Regions from separate parts of the Mus musculus genome. Here region 1 is linked to region 2. Evidence: chromatin contacts called from public promoter capture Hi-C data. All regions are on one chromosome and are shown on one strand. Each heading gives the region's core, a stretch centred on a gene start, on an enhancer-like site or on the middle of the called end of the contact. The rest is flanking DNA. Distances are from core to core; before and after follow the strand shown.

Region 1 (6,280 bases), core at 3,414-5,913, 900 kb before region 2:
ATGGGATCAAGTGGGAAAGAAAGTCAGTGTACACTAGAAAGCACAGGTCACAGGAACAAGAGCCATGTCAAGAAAACAAGTGTCTCGAATCAGGTGTAGTGACAGTCAGGTCAAGTCAGACTCACTCCTGAGCTGACCTGGCCTGCAGAGTCAGTGCTGTGAGGACTAGCACGGGGCATTGTGGGAGCAGCGTGCTGTGCCTTCGGTTTGAAGGGGGCAGCTGCTGGTGCTGTTTGGGAGCTCTCAAAAGCTGGAAGAAGTAAGTCACTGTGTGTCTGTCTGTCTGTCTGCCCATCTGTCTGTCCCTGGGGGTATCCTGTCCCTGGCCCTTCCTGTCTCACTCTCTCTGCTATTGCTTGCCATGAATGAACACCTCCCCTCTTCCACACTCTCCCACTGACACCATGTTCTGCCCAAGCATGGATTGAACCCTTCTGAAACCCTATGGCAGAAATCAGTCTTTCCTCTCTTATTCTCTCTAGTAATTTGGTCATAGTAATGTAGAAGTAACGAATATTATGACAGTGAGTTAGGGTCAAAAATGTATAAAACTGTTGGTAATTAAAAACAGATTTTTTTCTAAATTCAGCTGAATTCAGGTTGACAGTAACATCATCAAGGAGTGTTTTGGTTTTGCATTTTGATTCTGCAGCAGGTAGCCATTAACTGACACTAAGTAGGCTACACCTGTTTAGACCTTGAAGGGCCATACTGTGCTGTCAATATTAAATTCACATGTAACTATTCAGGTACAACTAAGAACTTTGAAAGCATTGTCACTGAGTAACTAGTATTTAATTAATTTAAAAACTAATATGCAATTTGTTTGCCAAAAAAGTGGTATTCATGTTTGAAGCAAGTAGGGCATGTGAATTTCTTATTTCTTCTTCTTCTTCTTCTTCTTCTTCTTCTTCTTCTTCTTCTTCTTCTTCTTCTTCTTCTTCTTCTTCTTCCTCCTCCTCCTCCTCCTCCTCCTCCTCTTCCTCCTCTTCCTCCTCCTCCTCCTCTTCCTCTTCCTCTTGTTTGAGGTAGGATCTCAAGTAGCTCAGGCTAACCTCAAATTCATTATGAGGCTAGCTAGCTTCTGAACATCTGTTCATTCTGCCGCTGACTCCCAGGTGCTGGTATTACAAATGTACCCTATCACCCCAGATTCTGAATATATCTTTTGGATTGTAAGTTTAATGAATTCTAAATATAGGACAATATATTCAAAGTTTTAACATCCAAATTGAAATGAGATAGAAGTTTAAAATAACAAATTTTGAAAACTTTATACAAATAATGTTTAATTGCATGTTGAAGCCAAGTGCATGCCTATAATGTCAACACTCAGGAGGCTGAGGAATGAATACCAAGTTTAAGGCTACCCTGCACTACACTGCATATACCAAGCCAGCAAGTTCTACACAACAAGACCCTAGCTCAAAAACAAAACAGACAAACAGCAAAACCCACAGCAGTAATAATATTTTCAAATCTACTAACAGATGTTAAATTATTTTTACTTCTTTTTTAATGTAAGTAGTAGAAAATGTAAAATGATGCATGCTCATAATTCTAGCAATCAAAGGGCAGAGGCACGCTCAGAAGATCAAGGCTGGATTGGAATACAAGAGACTTGGCCACCAAAAAAACAAAAAAGTAAGAACAAAAAGAGAAGAAAGTGGAATTTGCTTTATATTTCTGCTCAACAGAAATTGGTTGGTTGGTTCAGTTTTTTGTTTGTTTGGTTTTTTGGTTTTGGTTTTTGCATGTTTGGTTAGTTTGTTTGTTTTGAGACAGTTTCTCCATGTAGTTCTGGCTGTCCTGGAGCATTTTGTAGACCAGGCTGGCTTCAAATTCAAGAGATCTGCCTACCTCTGCCTCTGGAGTGATGGGATTAAAGACCTGTGTCACCACCTCCCGCTTCCACTGAGTAGTTTTAAGCAAACACATCAAAAGACAGAAGAGCCGGGCAGTGGTGGTGCACACCTTTAATCCCAGCACTCAGGAGGCAGAGGCAGGCGGATTTCTGAGTTCGAGGACAGCCTGGTCTACAGAGTGAGTTCCAGGACAGCCAGGGCTACACAGAGAAACCCTGTCTCGAAAAACAAAAACAAACCAAAAAAAAAAAAAAAAAAAAGATAGAAGAAATAAAATGGAAGCAGGAAGCATGTCTCTTTTCTAAATCCCTAGACAGGAGAAAGAGGTCTAAGTTGTCTGAATTCTGCTACCTTCAAAACATCCCTGTTCCAATAGCTTTTCCCACCATAACAATTCCTAAGGCACTGCCTTTTCTCTGAACACCTGAGATGCTCATCATCTCTAGGAAACACTGCTACACTTACCGATCACCTGTCATGTCTACTTAATTCTGATGTGATTTATTCCGCTGATTACTCTAGAAGCACCTTGTTTCAGAGTCATATTTGAGGCATCTTTACTTTTTCTACCCTGTGATGCATTTTCAATAATCTTGTTTTTGAAACTTTGGAGAGAGAGAGAGAGAGAGAGAGAGAGAGAGAGAGAGAGTGTGTGTGTGTGTGTGTGTGTGTGTGTGTGTGTGTGTGTGTATGTGTGTGTGTGTGTAAATTCCTGCAGGTGGGTTCTGGGGATCAAATTCAGGTCATCAGGCTTGGCTGCATGAGCCCTTATCTACCAAGATATCTCAGTGGCCCTCAATCCTGTTAATAAAATGATGTTCATGGATATGCTATCACACATCCTGAGACACTGATGTGGCTGGCTTGTCTTTTCTCCTGCAACAAGTGACCGAGGACAGTGTCCTAATAGAGTAGTAATACCTAGTCAGCAAGTAAAGTAAGTGCTAGTAGACTTGCAGGGGTAAATACCAATATGGCTGAGCAATAAAGAACTTTCCATGTTTCCCTCAAAGGCGAACAGAGAAATCCGCTGGTTACCTCTGCTATCTACTCACTGCCAGAGATAACCTTTGCAACCTGAATGTCAAAAACTTCAGTTCTGGGGCTGGTGAGATGGCTCAGCAGACAAAGGTGCCTGCGGCCAAGCCTGAGACTTGAGTTAGATCCCTGAGACCCACGCAGTGAAAGAGGAGAAGTTCCTGCAAGTTGTCCTCTGATTTCCACATGCATGCCACAACATTCACTTACCACTCCACAAAATAAGACAAAAACCCAAGAAAACCCTTCCATTCAAGGGAAAAGTATACAACTCTAACTCTAAATTTAAAAACAAAACCAACTAAAATCTTAATCAATTCCATAATATAGAACACAATTTCCAGGTAGGCAGATTTTACTGTTAAATATATACCTTCCTATTCCCCGACTAAATTAAAGCAAGGCAAAAGAAAAACCCTTTTAAGGAAACGTAGAGACAATCTTAGCCAAGCTGGCCTTTAATCCCAGCACTCAGGAAGCAGAGGCAGGCAGATCTCAGTGAGTTCAAGGGAGTTACACAGAGAAACTCTGTCTCAAAAAGCCAAAAAAAAAAAAAAAAGCAGTCATAATATATTTGATTGTGCATTGACTGTACACACCAAGGATAGTAAAGTATCTCATTTTAAGTTTCCCAGGACTCTTAAATACAAAAACAAACACCCACACAACTGGTCAGCTTTTACCACTATACAAGTAAGATGCAAGTAGCAACTAGTTAAAAGCAAAGAACACTTTGCAGTCAGTAGAACTTACTCTGTCTTAACTTCGCAGTTCTCAGATTTTTGACATTTCTCTGACATTCAAAGCATAAAACTGACACATTATTAGAAATAAGTTGCGACATCATAATTGCGCTTTCTTGCTTTTGTGTAATGGCTACAAAGTTGATACAACAAAGTGCAATTGATGTTTTCATCTCCCAACAGATAAACAAAGATGGAGTCAGGACAGTTCTGTCGCAAAACGAGGGCAGTAGGCTTCTAAAAAGGCAGAACGTGAAGTGAGGGAAACCTGTCAAACACCCAGGATGAAACCAAGGAGTTCAATAGAAACACTCATTTCCTTCGACACGGTGGGAAAACCCCGGTGGCTCACAAGAAACCCTCGGAAAGTTTGGTTTGGCTGATTGCATATTGTTTTCCTTCCAACATCAGCACCCGGCCTGGAGGACTTTTCCTCCCCCGGGAAAGCGCGCGTCCTCCCGCACCGGCTCCCGCACCCGCTGGACACTACCGGGCAAGCCGCGGGGTGGCCGTCCCGAGCTAGCTCCACGACTCCACAATGGAGCTCGCCCCCGCGCACGCCCACTCCAAGAGGGCCATTTCCCTTTTCCTGCCCAGATGCTGTCGGCCGGCTCCGGCGCGTCGCTCCCCACCTGCGGCGCGCGACCCCGAGGAAGTGGCGGTGCGGGCCGATAGTGGGACCCCAGGGGCCCGGCCCCAAACGACGCGCGGTGTCCGAGCACAGAGGCTGTGTCGCCCTGCCTCGATTTCCCTCCCCTCTCTCTGAGGCGGGAGTCCTCGGCCCACACTCACCCCTTCACTACAAAGAAGGGGTCCTCCATGGACATGGCGCCCGGCCCGGCAGCCCGAGCCCTCCCTGAGGTCTACCGTGGCCAGCGCCTCGGCCGGGGCGACCCGGAGCAGCAGTGCGCGCAGACCCGGGTGCCCGTCGGCCGTCGGTCCAGCAGTCGGTCAGCGCCGCGGGTCGAATCCCACTCCAAGCCGGCCCCCACGGCAGCCTCCTCCCCCGGCACCTCCGGCGTCTGGCCCCGCCCCCAGAACCTTCGCCACTACCAATCATGGACGCGTACCGCAGCCTCACTTCCGCACTCAGGCTCACGTGACCCAGATCGCCCAGGCCCTGCGCCGGAGAGGGGCGGAGCCTAGCTTGCGTCACTAGGCCCGAGAGGCGGGGCTCTGGATAGTGGGGGCGGTCTTCTGCTGCCTGGAGAAGGCAATGAGGATTTTAAGAAAGCTGTTGCTGTGTCTGATTTGCATAGACCTTTTACCTTTTCTCTACTTTTAATACTTGCTTTTAACTCCCTGTGATTTACATGCCCATCTAATCATCGTCTTGCACTAAAGGATTCTCAAAAGATCTGATTATGGTAAGGTCTTAGGTCATGCAGTGTGTAAAGGCTGTATAAACATCCTCAATCAATACTCTTTTGGAGGACGATCCTACTGTTTCTAATTTGTTAGAGACTTCATTCTTTCCTGTACAGGGTCACACAACCCCAGACACACAGATCCACAGATCCCGGACATTTGTACTTCATTCTGAAAGCAAAGAAGGAGCCAGACGGGATCACTTCCTTTCAACTACGATTGCAGAACATCCAGAGCATTTTATATGGCACAATTAGACACACTGTGCGTAACTTCTTGGATGAGAACTGTGACCTTTGATTATTGATAATCACTGAGCAGTGACTGAGCATTGGACAGGATTCTAAGTTATCTCACTGTCACATTCCTATTATTTATCATCTTCATTTTATGAATGAGCTTGGACTCCGAGAGGTTACGTGACTTAGCCAAATTCTTTAGTCTCCTTGGAGCTTGCATCAAACAAATTCCCTTTGAACCTGAAGTCCCCCATTCAATTCCTCATCTTTAAGATGTAAGGTGGTGGTGGCACACACCATTAAGACCCGCACTCAAGGGGCAGAGGCAGATGGATCTCTATGAGTCTGAGGCCAGTCTGGTCTAATGAGCTAGTTCTAGGACAGCCAGGATGTGTAGGGGTGGAGTAGGAGGAATGTTATGTGAACTCTGAGGCCCCAATGCCGTCAGGGACCCCTGAAGGAAGCTGTTGTTTAGAGGACAGCAAGAGGACATGATAGAGGAAGGGAGGAGAAGAGAAGTGAGAAGCAAAAGTCAAAGACGCCAGGCTTCTCTGAACTCCTGAAGGAGCGGTGGGTGGCAGGTGTCGGGAAGGGGAGCTGCCGGGAGAGTTGCAGGCTTTGGCTACCTACCTACTGAAATTCAGAGATAAAATGTTCATTGACAATGGCATGTAAGTGGAAGAGCAGATGAGCCTGATCCTTGAAGGTCAAACCTCAGCTCTGCTAGTCCCAGAAGCCGTGTCAAGCCAGGTTCTTAATTGTTGACTGTCCTGTCTCTGGATGGATACCATAGTAACATCTTTCTCCTACAGTGTACAAAGTATTGGCAAAATCCAGCACACCTGAGCTTCTTTACTCTGCTCAGGGCACTAAGGACTCCGAGATGAATACTCTTGTCCCCAAGGAGCTCCCAGGCCTGTGGAGAGGAGTATTCAATTCCAGATAATGAGAGGGCACAGGTAACTGGAGAAATGCACAGCCTAGATAGCAGAGCTGAGATACCAGCGTATTTTGTGGGTGTGTGGGG
Region 2 (6,076 bases), core at 1,279-3,778:
GAAAGGTCATTGTTCCAGCTTAAAAGTGGCATCCTCTCGATAGCATCACTTACAGACTATGCAAGTGCCTAAACAGATCTTCAGGATCCCAGCCATTATGTACCTACGGATTGCTAAAAGGAAGCTGAGAGAAGCCATGTGAGCAATTACTATTCATAAGTTGGAAACGAACTCTGAAGAAATAGATTTCCAAACTCTCTAGAAGCCCACATCTTTCAGAAACCATTCATGAGGTGAATCTATAGAAAAAAATAGAAAGGGGAAAGGGAGAGAGGGAGAAAGAGAGAGAGAGAGAGAGAGAGAGAGAGAGAGAGAGAGAGAGAGAGAGAGAGAGAGAGAGAGAGAACACAAAGGAATGAAGGTGGATGGCAAAGAGAATGCTTTGAAGAGTTCAATAAGAGTTATGCCAATGCTCTTGGGAATGATTAACACTAGTGACAGTCCTACTCCACATGGAGAAGTGAATAAATATCAAACCGCCCCACAACATGAAAGTGGGAAGCACTTAGCAGACAGCATCTCCAGCAGACAGCCTCAAAAGAAAGGCTTGAGTTCCTTAGCCTTTGAGTAACTCTGAACTTCATGGTTCTTTGTGGAAGGGGCCACACCCTTCCTTTTTGCCTGTTCCTCAGGCCTGTGACAAAGCCTTACGTAAGGCACATGCAGAGAAATAACAGGATCTCTGGGAACCAGCTCTTAAAGGCTTATTTAAAAAAAAAGAAAAAGAAAGAAAGAAAAACTGCATTGCTAAATTTAGGGCAATGACTCAGAAGACACCCCCACTCCAACGCATGCACACCTCCCTAGCTAATGCTCCACACACGTTTAACTGGTTTTCTTGGCATTTAAAAAATTTTTTTTTCCTCAGTTTCAGCACAGGGCTTTGCATCTGCCTGTAAAGGTTCTTGCTGTAGGAATCATTTGCCCTTTAAAAAAAAATGAAATGATGGCTTAAACTAAATGAATAAAATATAAGGCAGGGTATAACAACGCCTCACATGGATCTGAAATTTGGGAACTGCATGGCTCACACGAGGGGAAAATGTATTCTCTGAGGACCTTCAGAGTTTCGGCATAATTCTTAGCAGTCACAGGTTATCAATCTTCAAAATGTCACACCGAAAACAAGCGTTTGACATCAGAGTCATGGTATTGGCTTATTCATTTGATTGTTTCTGTGCTATGCTATGTAGATGCAGGCGGCTGTGTGGATGCAAGCAGCTGTGTGGCAGCCTCAGGAGTGCACAGCAAGGCTGATGGGCTCCAATCCAGAAGGGCCAGTAGGTCAAAGGTCAGTGAGCACGCCACTTCCTCTTGACACTTCCATTTCCTCGTGTATAAATGTGAGAGGTCTGGAATGGATCTGCCCATCCCAGAGTGATGCGCAGAGGTCTATTGAGGTAACAACTCAACTTGGTCTCCTTTGTTCATCCAAAAGGCTCAGTGGCATTTTAAAGACTCAAATGCTAAGGAAAGTGAGATTATGGAATTTCCAGAAAAATGGGTACATCTGTAAACTATTATAAGTGAGGTGATCCAGACTCAGGAAGGCATAGTCTTTAATATGTAAATCCTAGCCTTCAGTGTTTGTATGTATGTAAACAGGGGGTGGGGGGGCTAGGTGTGAGTAGGCATAGGCTATGAACCTAGACCATGGGAGGGGGGACAAGAGGCATTGAGGAAGATGGTAAGACAAAGGGACTAGTGATATGAAAACAGACAGAGGTACTAGGGGTGGGAAGAGTACAGCGGGATAATGGCTAGGAGGAGGAAGAAGGCTACACAACAAACATTGTTTTCTTTGGGAAATGCCACAAGGAAACCTAATATTTTGTATTTTAAATAAGAAAAATAAAAATTTAAAGGTCTATAGTTTTTTTGTAATTAAAAATAATAATAACCACAGAACACTGGCGATCACCTCGTTCTTCAAACTCTATTGCTCATGAAACAGGCTTGCATCTGTATCTCTGTCCTGATAACCTTTTAACCTACATGCCACTGGATCCTAATGCTCTCTGGGCTCAGGTTTGAAAATGAGCCCCTGAACTAGATGTCTATATGAACAACCTTGTGAGCTACTGCCAACTCCAGATTCAACTCAGTTCTGCCACAAGAGAGCTTACATCTTTCAGGTGCCATGAAGAACAAGGACCCTGCCTTCCAACTGTTCCCAGTCATGGTCTACACTGATCTTCCTGATAGAAAAGCAGGTGGTCCAGTGAGCTGACGGCATCTCCATAATGCGAAGGGGGAGCTCCAAAGGTTGGTGCTTGCTTCCGTCTGGCTCACTGCCCCACAAAGAGCTCATCTTCTGTCCCCAGTTGTCGACTTTGAAATACCGTGTATCAAAAATATGTGACTCTATGATGAAATATTGAAAGGAAGCTGTCTGTTGTTTTCGCAACAGATCCCCTGCATACTGAACCGCAGGAGCTCTATTCCGGTTCTGGGGAGGGCTAGAAGGAAGCGGGATATTATGGGGTAAGACAATGGTTGTCACGGATCCTGCAAATAAGCGTCAGGAGCTCCTGCCTGTGATTGGCAAGTCTGAAATCGTTTCGGTGGGGAAACGTATCGCATCAAGAACAGGAAGATTCTTGTTTGGTGCCAGAGCAGCTTGAAATCTGGTCCAGAATATTTTATCAAAAAGAAAAAAAAAAAAAAAAAAAAAAAGCTCTGACTTGGGATTCTCTCTTCTGAGCAAGACAATTGCAATCTGCTTCAAGCTTTAGAGCTAATGGTACCACCCACTGAGTCTCCTTTTGGACCTATGAATAGGGACAATTCTCACAGTTTTAAAGTGGCCCCATCATGTCAAGCTACTAGAGGTATGATCTGGAGGGCAGGAGCAGCAGGGGGGAAGAGCTGGCAGAAACCCGGGATGTTTCCGGAGGTGACAGGTAGCTCACTCATTGCATGCTAAAGACCTCCAAAGCAACAGTCCACTCTAATAAGGAAGACTGTGTTCCCATGCTCTTCTTGATGGGAAGAACAGTAAATGGAAATCCAAAATAATGAAACAGAGATGTGGGATGGGAGGGAGGAGAAGTTGGCCACTGAGCAATGAGACCAAAGGACGATGAAAGGAGGCACAGGTAAAAGAGAGACAATGTCAAAGTGGAAATGGATTCAATTTCAAGTCTAGGGAAATCAAATACCCACTCTCCCAGTCTCCATATGTATAGCAGCAGACAGGAGAGAACATTGTTCCCTAAAAAAGAGAGTGGGATGTTAGTAAGAGAAGTGGGAGAGAGAGAATAGTTATTACATGACTTCATTTTCCTAAAGTAACTAACCATTTGAAAGCTTGCCCTGCAGGCAGCTGGGCCACACCCTCCTGGGAGGGACTTCTGAATTCCCAATGGCTGTTTTCATCTGACTTTTGGAAAGTGTAAGTTAGGTGGGCTGCCTCAACCACTAAACCTATGATAGTCTGGGATCTTTGGGAATAAAAGGGGAGGGGAGCCATGAGGTAGGGCCAGCTTCTTTTGTTGGGGCCCATGAGAAGATATTGGGGTCTCCTAGGGATTTGGGCTTCAGAGTGCCAGGTAAGCCCTGCAGATACTCGGTCTTAACTCCTTTTGGACCTTATCTCTTTCATACTCCTCTCTCTCTCTCTCTCTTTCTCTCTCTCTCTCTCTCTCTCTCTCTCTCTCTGCCCTTTCTTACTTAGTTGGGCAATCAACACCCTCCTCCCATCTTCCTTGTTCTTCCCCTGTGGCCACTTTCTCGTTGTCACAATGGGAGTGTAGCCCAGGTCATAAGCAGTTGTCTTTAGAGAGTACTTTTTGTCTTGCTCTATAGTCAACCATGCAGGCTTCTGACCTTACACACACCAATGTCCTGTTTCCTTCCTTCCTTCCTTCCTTCCTTCCTTCCTTCCTTCCTTCCTTCCTTCCTTCCTCCCTCCCTCCCTCCCTCCCTGCCTGCCTGCCTGCCTGCCTTCCTTCCTTCCTTCCTTCCTTCCTTCCTTCCTTCCTTCCTTCCTTCCTTCCTTCCTTCCTTCCTCTCTGTTCATTTGTATGACTGATTGCTAGAGAAAGACCTAGCCCTAATCCCAGCCCTGAGTGCTCCCACATTCCAGACGCTGGTTCCCTTTGGGTACTGTTTCCATTTCCCTACAGAAAACACTTGGCATTTCCCCACCTTCTTCAGCCCTTTCTTACTCTTGCCCTTCCTTCTAAAACTCTTACCTCAATAGATGGCTTTTTTTTTCTACACACAAAGCAATATAAAACTAAACCAAACAGCTGGGTCTTGTTGCAGGAAAGGCACTTTTAATCACTACAGAACTTTAAAGAACTTTAATCCCCAAAGAAAGGCTGAACCTCGCATAAGAGAATAGGAATACAGATAGCTGCTTGACAAATCACAATTAAAAAAAGAAAGCATTGTCAAGAATAACAAATAAGAATAAGGAGTAAAGAAAGGGAAGAAGTATAAGGAGAGAAAATGGAAGACTCAGAAAACTGGCCAGAGTAGGCAGACATTTCTAGATGAAGGGACCAATGGAAAATCCCAGAGGAAAAAGCTAAATAGTCATTAAGAATAATAGTGAATTACATTCAATGGGATACCTCTGTGAGGCTAAGGTAATGTCCCTTTTCACTCCTTATCAAATGCTTTTATAAAATCCACAACAAAAAACTTTGTTTGGAAGGAAGAACAATTTTCTATCTATCCAGTTCAATTAAATATAGATATCAAAGCTCCCACAAGATCAGAGAGGCCCTCTTAAGTGAGCCAATCCATACCAGTCAAGATTGAGACCTATAGAAATCTGTGAAAATGAAAACCCTGAGCTGGGGTGATGGTTCAGTGGCTACAAGCACTTTCTGCTCTAACCATTGTGTGGCTAGTTCTATGTCACCTTGTCACAAGCTATAGTCATTTTGGAAGAGGGAAACTCAGAAAAATCCCTCATCAAGCTGACCTGTGGGCAAACTTATGGTACATTTTCCTGATTGATGGATGATGGCTGTGGGAGAGCCCAGCTCACTGTGTGCAGTGCCACTCCTGTACTGGGTACTATAAGACAGTGGTTGAGCAAGCCACAAGGAGCAAGCCAGTAAGCAGCAATCCCTGGCCTTTTTTTTCAGTTCCTGCATCCAGGTTCCAGCCTTGAGTTCCTGCCTGACTTTCTGGATTATAAGATGTAAGATGAAGTCAACTATTTTCTTCCCAAGCTGCTTTAGTCATGGTGGGTTTTTATGGCAGTAGAAACACTAAGACGCCAAGCCTGGTTTGTAGGACCCGCATCAGGTGACTCACAATCATGTGTAACTCCAGCTCCATAAGATCTAATACCCTTGCCTTCTACAGGCATCTGCACCCAACTGCACAGACTCATACACAGAATTAAAAAAATAATAAAGTATAAACCTTGGGCATCTAGAAATATGGGGAAATCATCGTGGCTTTTAAAGTGTTAAAGTTAATGGAGGCAATATCTCATTTTGAAGAGAGAGGGAGGGAGGGAGGGAGAGAGAGAGAGAGAAAGAGAGAGAGAGAGAGGTGGAAGGGAAGGAGGGACAGGGGAAAGATAGAGAGAAAGAGAGAGAGAAAACTTCAAATACAAATTTCAACTTTGCCCTCACTCCACATATCTGTCTCATTTCAGTCTCATCTCAAAGAGAAGATAGTCTGGCTTAACAACAAAACCCAAGGCAGACTAAGATGTCTTACGGAGACAGCTTTGTAATCTGAATCTTAACTCTGACCTTACTAGCTGTATGGCCCAGAGCAAGCTTGTGTAACTTCCCTAAGGCATGGTCAACTCTCTTCTCTGAGCAACAGAAAATAAATAAAATTCCACAAAGGTATTTAGGTTTAACTGGCTTAAGGTATGTGATAGCCACTGGCAACTGCACAGTTCCTCCCTAGAAGGGGCCTGGAGTGAGCACTGCACAGGCAGTATGAGTAGGTTTCCTGAAAGTGGTCCTGGGATCGGCCTCCACATCCCAAATGCTCACCAAGCAACACTTTAAGGTTCTCATCAATGTCTGCCTTGATTCAACTGAACCACCTTTACTATGGTCCCAAACCCTGTGTCAGTCACAAGACGGCAGGGCTA

Evidence for each region. Promoter capture Hi-C pulls out the DNA fragments that hold promoters and counts their contacts.
Region 1: a contact with region 2 is called in a promoter capture Hi-C map of hippocampal neurons, with 5 times the contacts expected there. The contact joins the promoter of Stx6 here to the promoter of 4930452N14Rik in region 2. A contact is called at or near these places in 2 of 39 promoter capture datasets (hippocampal neurons and liver).

The regions. Positions count from the first base shown.
Region 1 is chr1:155,157,086-155,163,365 of GRCm38.p6, reverse strand. Stx6 (syntaxin 6) reads right to left here and starts at 4,663. Exons shown (of 8, transcript NM_021433.3): 1 at 4,439-4,663. The coding sequence starts at 4,473.
Region 2 is chr1:154,253,358-154,259,433 of GRCm38.p6, reverse strand. 4930452N14Rik (RIKEN cDNA 4930452N14 gene) reads left to right here and starts at 2,528. Exons shown (of 4, transcript NR_040629.1): 1 at 2,528-2,831; 2 at 3,322-3,394; 3 at 5,103-5,158. 4930532M18Rik (RIKEN cDNA 4930532M18 gene) reads right to left here and starts at 3,745. Exons shown (of 3, transcript NR_108050.1): 1 at 3,673-3,745.